2 separate regions of the Sus scrofa genome follow, and region 2 is linked to region 1. The links are chromatin contacts, called in public promoter capture Hi-C maps. All regions are on one chromosome and are shown on one strand. The core of a region is the stretch at or near the end of the contact, and the rest is flanking DNA. Distances in the headings are between cores, read along the strand shown.

Region 1 (3,710 bases), core at 80-2,579:
AAATGCTAAATTCTCAAAGCCCCTAAGTTTTAGGGTTTGGGGTGAAGGCAGCAGTTTTCAGTTTCCAGTATTAGTTCAACATATGTTTCACAAAAATATAAAGTATGGCTCTGAATTAAAACATGCACTTTCACCCCTGGCAAGCACAATGTTTCAGTTTGGGTCAAGATGGGTCTCTGGTTATCACCAGTAGCACTTAGGTCAAAGTTCATTATACTTTGGCCATTAGTTACCGCAAAAATCATAAAATCATTTCACAGGGCCCTGAGAAAAAATATGTTGAAGAGGTTTGCTGAAGCCTCCCTGAAGGGTTCCCCTACCAAACAGTTCCTGTTCCTAGTTTTTTTTTTTTTTTTTTTTTTTAGGGCCACACCAGCAGCCTATGAAAGTTTCTGGGCTAGGGGTCCAATCGGAGCTACAGTTGCTGGCCTACACCACAGCCACAGCAATGCCAGATCCTAGCCGCATCTGTGAACCTACACTACAGCTCATGGCAATGCCAAATTCTTAGCCCACTGAGCAAGGCCAGGGATCAAACCCAAATTCTCATGGTTCCTAGTCGGGTTCATTAACTGTTGAGCCACGACGGAAACTCCCTTACTTGTAATTATTATCATAACCCTCAAACTGAGTATTTCTTAACTTTGGTCTTGTAACTATGAAAACGCTCCCTGACAGTGCTAAATGCCTAGTTGTGCATACTATGCATCTAGGAGGTAGATTTTTTTTTCCCATCAACATCATTATACTGATGTCTGCGGAATGCAATGTAAGGAAGTGTAACTCCCTTGCCAAAGATATAAAAGCGGTTAAATACAGGAAACGTTCACAAGTCCTGAGTGAATAATTGCTGTTATCGATTTACGGCAGAATTATTTAGAAAGCTGTGCCAGGTCTAACGGGGAAATCGGGACCGCCTTAAAGGCTCTCGCATGGTGGTCTCCCAGAGTCCCAAGGGGCCTTGGCCTCTGGGAGTCTCCCCAGAAAAATAAAGGCTCAGAGGGGAGTGCCATGAACTTTGACCCCAACACAGCGCAAACAAGGACGACCGCACCCGAGGCGGGCCAGTGGGTGAGTGAAGTTGCAAGGTCTTCCGCGTCTGAGGAAACCCCGCCCCTCCCGGTCCCGCCCACATTCAACTCCGCCAATCCTCAAGCACCATCGACAGCTCTGCTTCCAAGGCACCTCCAATCAAGTACCTATATCTGGCCCTAAGTCTGTGCCCCGCGATCAGGGAAGGTCAGTAGAGAGCCTATTGGAGCCTGGCTGGGGGCGTGGTCAGGGGCAGGGGGCGGGCGGACTTGGGACGGCGGGGCGGAGCGCGCTCGGCGCAGTCGGGTGCGATTGGCCATCCCTGGCAGGAGCCGCACCTCGGACAGCAGCAGCGGCTGCAGCGGGAGGGTCCGTGTGGCGCCCAGGGGCGGCGGCGGCGGCGGCGGCGGCGGCGGTGGGGTCCTGCGTGCAAGAGTGGCACCCGACGCGGAAACCGCGAGCGGAGGCTCTGCGCAGCCGGACCCGTAGCTTACCGACCGGACCTGGGGATCTTCCCGGGAACAAGCGGCAGAAGAGCGATTCGGGAACAAGTGTGGGAGAGGAAGCGGCGGCGGCGACGCCGGGCCCCGGGGTGGTGACAGCAGGTCTGAGGTGAGAGCACCGGGGCGCAGGGAGGTGACAGTGAGCCGGGGCGAAGGAACTCAGGGCGGAGTGGGGTCGGCGAGGGACCGAGTGAGGGAGTTTCGGCAGCGGGTTTGACAGTTCTGGCTGAGGAGTCTCGGAGAGGGGCCGCCCCGCGTTTCTGAGAGGAGGACCCTGAGAGGGCTTGGGACATCGGGTGTGGTGGAAGGGGACCCGAGAGAGGCCGGGACAGCGGACCAGAGGGGGGGCCCTGAGGGGAAATGGAACGATGGGTCTGAGGGGAGACCTCAAGAGGGACCGGAACAGTGCGTCTGAGGGGAGACCCCAAGAGGGACCGGGATAGAGAGACTCAAGGGAAGGGTCCCTGAAATGGGCCAGGACAGCGGGTCTGAGCCGCAAGGGGACCCCGAGAGGGCTTGAGGCAGCAGGTGTGATGGGGGACTCCGAGAGGGACTGGGGCAGTGGCTGTGACGTGAGGCGCACCCCGAGGGGGCTGGGACCCAGGTCTGAGTTGGGACCCGGGGGCTACCCGTGGAGGCGCGGCCCAGCCCCTCGTGGGTGACTATAGGGGCCTGGGTCCCGGTCGCGGCGCCAGGCGAGTCGGGGCAGCTGGCCGCCGCTCCCCGGGTGCAGTCAGCCGAGCTTCCTAAGGGCGGAGTGGGAGACTGGGGGCCGCCTGAGCCCCCGTGACTCTGTGGGAGACTCTGGGGAACGGGGATTATGTAATGAGCCGTCTCCTACTCTAACGCGCAGGCTGGAGGGTCGGGCCGAAGCATAGGAATCTTGGAAAGGGCTGGAGCGAGGGACCGCCGGACCTCTGCTCGCTGGCCCCCTGGCTTCGCGTTTGTTTCTCCGAGTTGGGCGTGGATGCCTTGAAAGTGAAGCTTCCTGACCTCGATAGCTTCATCAGAAAGTGAAAAGTTGGAAAGGGCTTCTTTAACTCTCCACAAACCAGTGGCAAGGGAAAGGGACCCTTTTGGAGATCCAGGTTTTGGACTGGTGAGGCTGTTTTGATAGACTCTTGTCTTTCTCACTTTCAACTAAGCAAGGAGCTGACAAACTTACTCAGGTTTGTCAGCACATCAGTATCAGTGTTTACGATGCAGACTTACAGGAACTGCATACTAAGTTTCACTGTTTATCTTCGTGTGTTGGAAAGACATTTGGAAGGTCAAACTAAATTTTGAAAAGAGGTATTGGAGTCGCTAAACTAACAGCATTTTCCAATTAGATTCTTCATCCTGAAAAGCCACCAGGACTGAGCTTTAGGCGTAATTCTGGGACAAGCTGAAAGAGAAAAGCCTATTTAAACCAGACACTTTATGCCCTGGTGGGAGGCAAGTGTGTGTCTATTAAAATGCTGAAACAAACAGTGGAAAGCAATGGGGGGTGGGAATTGGGGTGCAGCCTCCTACCTTGATGGATGTGAAAATTAATGACGGGGCTAGTTGTTCAGAGTATTTAGGATATGTTAATACCGCCCTGACTACCTTTCTAATATTCTCCTGAATGCACATGCTTTGTTATGGTTGTACTCTGCAGTTTGGCATTTGAATTTTTAACCTCTTTTTCTCTATTGGTGTGTTGCTTCTCCTCACCCCTTATCTTTGTGACGGGTTCTTTTTTCACGGAAGCAGACTTAGAAAATGATGGTTTGGGGAAAATACCAGGAGATGTAATTACTCTATCATTTTGTAGTTATTTAGATATCTTCTTTGTTTCAGGTTTATAATACTGTCTTATTAGAAGCCTTTGCCCATGTTCAGTAATGTGCAGCTTCCACTAAGGGGAAGAAAGAAATGTTGTATTATTTCCCAAAGACATAATGTAGAAGGCTTACATTGAACTGCCTATTTAAAACCCAAGACAAAAAATACTGAAGGCATCTTACATCAGGGTGATAATAAGTAGAGGGAATGTGTCATTTGAGGAATTTTATTTAATATTACCTGATACAGAACAGTTCTTATATGCTCTCAAGGAGTGTGGAGCTTGATGTGGTTATGAAAATTCCACCCACTAGACCTCCTTCCCTAAGAAACAGAAATTATGGAGATGAGAGGAACAATAACAGG
Region 2 (3,353 bases), core at 448-2,947, 420 kb after region 1:
GATCGGTCCTGCCTACATCATCACCCTGCCCTCTCTGGAATCAGCCCCTCAAGACTCGCTCATTTAATCAGATCGCCTAATTGGCACTGCAGGGGCGATGACGGATTAAGAACCTGAAGGCAGTGGTTCTGGACTTTTTGCCTCTGTCAGAACTATCTGGGGACCTTGTTTAAAAGAAATGAGAATCCCCCTGTCCCCAGGAGCATTTGATTCTGCATGTGTGGGTCGAGGGAAGCAGGGGCCCATCCTGCATGTTCTTAACAAGCTCCCCTAAGGGAGTGAAAGGTTGTCAACTTTAAAGTGTGGTATGGAAATAAAGGAATGGGGCAGGCTGAGGGGCCGCCTTAGCCCCTGCTTGTTTGTCCCTGGGACCGAAGGCAAGTTACATCATCACTCTGTGCCTCCATTTTCTCATCTCAAAAATGGGAATAAGGAGTTCCTTTCGTGGTGCAGCAGAAACAAATCCAACTAGGAACCATGAGGTTGCAGGTTTGACCCCTGGCCTTACTCAGTGGGTTAAGGATCCGGTGTTGCCGTGAGCTGTGGTGTAGGTTGCAGACGCAGCTCAGATTTGGCGTGGCTGTGGCTGTGGCACAGGCCAGCGGCTACAGCTCTGATTAGACTCCGAGCCTGGGAACCTCCATATTCGGCCCTAAAAAAGGACAAAAAAAAAAAAAAGTGACCAAAAAAAATGGGAATAAGACAGTTCTTAGCTCTTAGGGCACATAATGACAATCTAGTGACATTAAGGAAGTACTTAGTGTGGTGCCTGGCACATGGTAAATGCTCAATAAAACTTAGCTATGAAGATGATTATGAATGTATTATCGTGTAATATTTATTGATAGCATCCTTCTTAACTAAGCAGTAGGCACAGGGCTGGCAGGTAAAAAGTATCAACAGATGTCAGTTTTATTATTATAAATACATAATATATGCTATATAATATAAATATTGTTTAAAATTATGTATTATATATATATTAATACATATATTTTTTGGTCTTTTTAGGGCCATACCTTCAGCATATGGAGGTTCCTGGGCTAGGGGTTGAATCAGAGCTGCAGTTGCAGGCCTATACCACAGCCATGGCAACACTGGATAGGCGCCACATCTGCAACCTAGCTAGGATCTGCTAGCTCCTTGACCCAGTGATTGAAGCCAGAGATGGAACCCGTATCCTCATGGATGCTAGTCAGGTTCTTTACCTGCTGAGCCATAAGGTAACTCCTGAATTCTTATCTGTGATAGACCTATGACTATAATATATATTATACAGATACAGGCTACATATAATATGTACCATACAGTAGTATATAATAGATCAATATATAACATACTGTATCAATATAACATACTGTATATGTTATGTCATATATAGATATGTTTGAAATATATAGCAAAATGTATTGTTATGGCAAAAATATAAACATTATCATTATGTGAGGAAGTTACCAGTGGGGCTGGCATCTAAGTCAGTACTCATTAAATATATGAGCTCTTTTTTTTCTCTACTGTCTGTAATATTCATTAGCCATAAAAACGTAAAGAGAAGGAAAAGCTACCAGGAACACTGAAAGCTTTAACACAAAGCAGTGGGCGGTTTGGGGTAGAGCGAGCCGGCGCAGTAGGCAGCCCCAGGGCCAGCGCAGGACCGCTGGGTCCGGTTGGCTCCAGCGCGGAGATCCTGTTCTAACTGGGATGGGCTGGGGAGAGGAGGAAGGGAACGTCTCCCAGGCTGCCAGGCTTCAGCAGCGAATTTGCCTGCGGATGCAAATGGCCGGTTACTTGAGACGTGAGCGAGTCAAATAAATTCTCTCCGCTGTCAGCTGTCCCCCCCCACCCCAGCGGCGGGGATGTTATGACAATAGTCTCCCTGGCAACCGCGGGAAGGCGTCGGGCCGCTGAAGATTTCTTTACCCTCCACCACCGCCGCTGCTTCTGAGAACCTGGGAGCCTGGGCCGAAGAGCTGGTTCTGAACGTGGTGTGCCCGCTGGAAAAGGAGTTGGGTTATCTGGGCAGGGGCCTGATTCCCCCACCCCAGTGATGCTGGTTCATCGAAAGACCAAGAAATATGTCTTGCATGCTAGGCCCTGATCTGAACACTGGGGGAAAAGACAGGCAAAGCCCATGCTCTTTAGAGCTGACATTCTGATGGGTGTGTGATGATGATGATAGGGGGGGGCGTAACTATGGAAACCAATAAACAGGATAATTTGCGGGATAGCGATGAGTGCTCCCAAGGAAAAAAAACAGGGTGTTGTGCTGGTGACAGTGGAGGATGGTTGGGAAAGGATGACACTCCGGAGGATAGGAAAGTGCCATTTATGTCTAACGCCAGAGGGGAAGAACTCTAAGCTGTGGGAAGACGTGGGCCATTCGGTTTCAGGGCTTTGAGCTCTCTGCTACCAGCTGCTTCCTGCTAAAGAGAAGACAGCAGTGATATGGGGTGCTTGCTGAAGGCACCCTGAGGGGAACAGACGGCTCTGGAGCCTGTCTCTTCCTCCTGTGATTTTTAAGCCTCAGTTTCCACCTGTGTAAAATGGGCATTGCTATGAGGTTTACAGGAGAGCTGATTTCCATAAGGTCAGGAAGATCCCCAATCTGTACTGCACCCCTTTCCAGCTTCCATGGACTCTATTTTAGTGCTTTTTTTTTTTTATAAGTACCTAAAGTGGTGAAGGTTTTGGACCCCAGCAAACCAAACCTGAGGGGCTTTGCCGGTAGATCTCTCTCATGGTTCATCTTGGTTTAGATTCTGAGTGGAAAGTCCCCCGTTTTTACCTTAGAGATTTCAGACATAATTATTTATAGCTCTGTCACGTGCCCTGACTTTAAACTTTTTTTTTGTTTATGCTGCTAAATTTACCATCAAGCTAATACTGAGTACAGTAATAAGGCTTGAAGATGCTCAGATCCAGGAGGGAGGGTCTGAAGAAATTTTCCATCTGCGATGGAAAGTGCCAGGCTGCCCTCTGGTGTGGAGATGGAGAACTACAGCCTGCTCTCCAAGTCCTGTGATCCTTCTGACCCCAGGCCCAGGAAACCTTTTGTACCAGAGTGCAGGCGCTGATGGTGGGCTCAGCTTGCGAGTGCTATTCCATGGGCCCTGTGTTTCTTCCCTTGAAGATGGAATTTCTTTGAACTTTTTGCAGTTCAGCTCTGCATGGGCTTGAATAGAGGGTGACCTAAAAATAAATTAGGACACATGGGAAGGGTGAGGTCATGGTGAGGCCCCTTTCTAAGTGTTTCTCAACTTTGACCTCTAGATGGTATGAACTTTCTCCGCTTCAGCAAAGTGTTATGGGGAAGAGGGCTGGCAACTGGGCATCCTATCCTGAGTTCGAATCCT

Evidence for each region. Promoter capture Hi-C pulls out the DNA fragments that hold promoters and counts their contacts.
Region 2: a contact with region 1 is called in a promoter capture Hi-C map of fetal skeletal muscle, with 6 times the contacts expected there. The contact joins the enhancer-like site here to the promoter of TAOK3 in region 1. A contact is called at or near these places in 4 of 5 promoter capture datasets (fetal liver, fetal skeletal muscle, liver and 1 more), 22 of 47 Hi-C or Micro-C datasets (adipocytes, alveolar macrophages, embryonic fibroblasts and 13 more) and 2 of 2 datasets of contacts at active chromatin or transcription factors (alveolar macrophages and skeletal muscle).

Annotation. Positions count from the first base shown.
Region 1 is chr14:34,320,687-34,324,396 of Sscrofa11.1, forward strand. TAOK3 (serine/threonine-protein kinase TAO3) reads left to right here and starts at 1,330. Exons shown (of 21, transcript XM_001924400.7): 1 at 1,330-1,644.
Region 2 is chr14:34,742,169-34,745,521 of Sscrofa11.1, forward strand. The region is part of intron 1 of KSR2 (kinase suppressor of Ras 2); the gene reads left to right. Among named protein-coding and RNA genes, the nearest start is that of KSR2, 68 kb to the left of the region's middle. Within about 2 kb of position 1,698, at least 26 of the 83 cell types and tissues checked have an H3K27ac peak or open chromatin away from gene starts, as enhancers often do. A contact at or near this core is called in fetal skeletal muscle and undifferentiated spermatogonia, where this site is marked.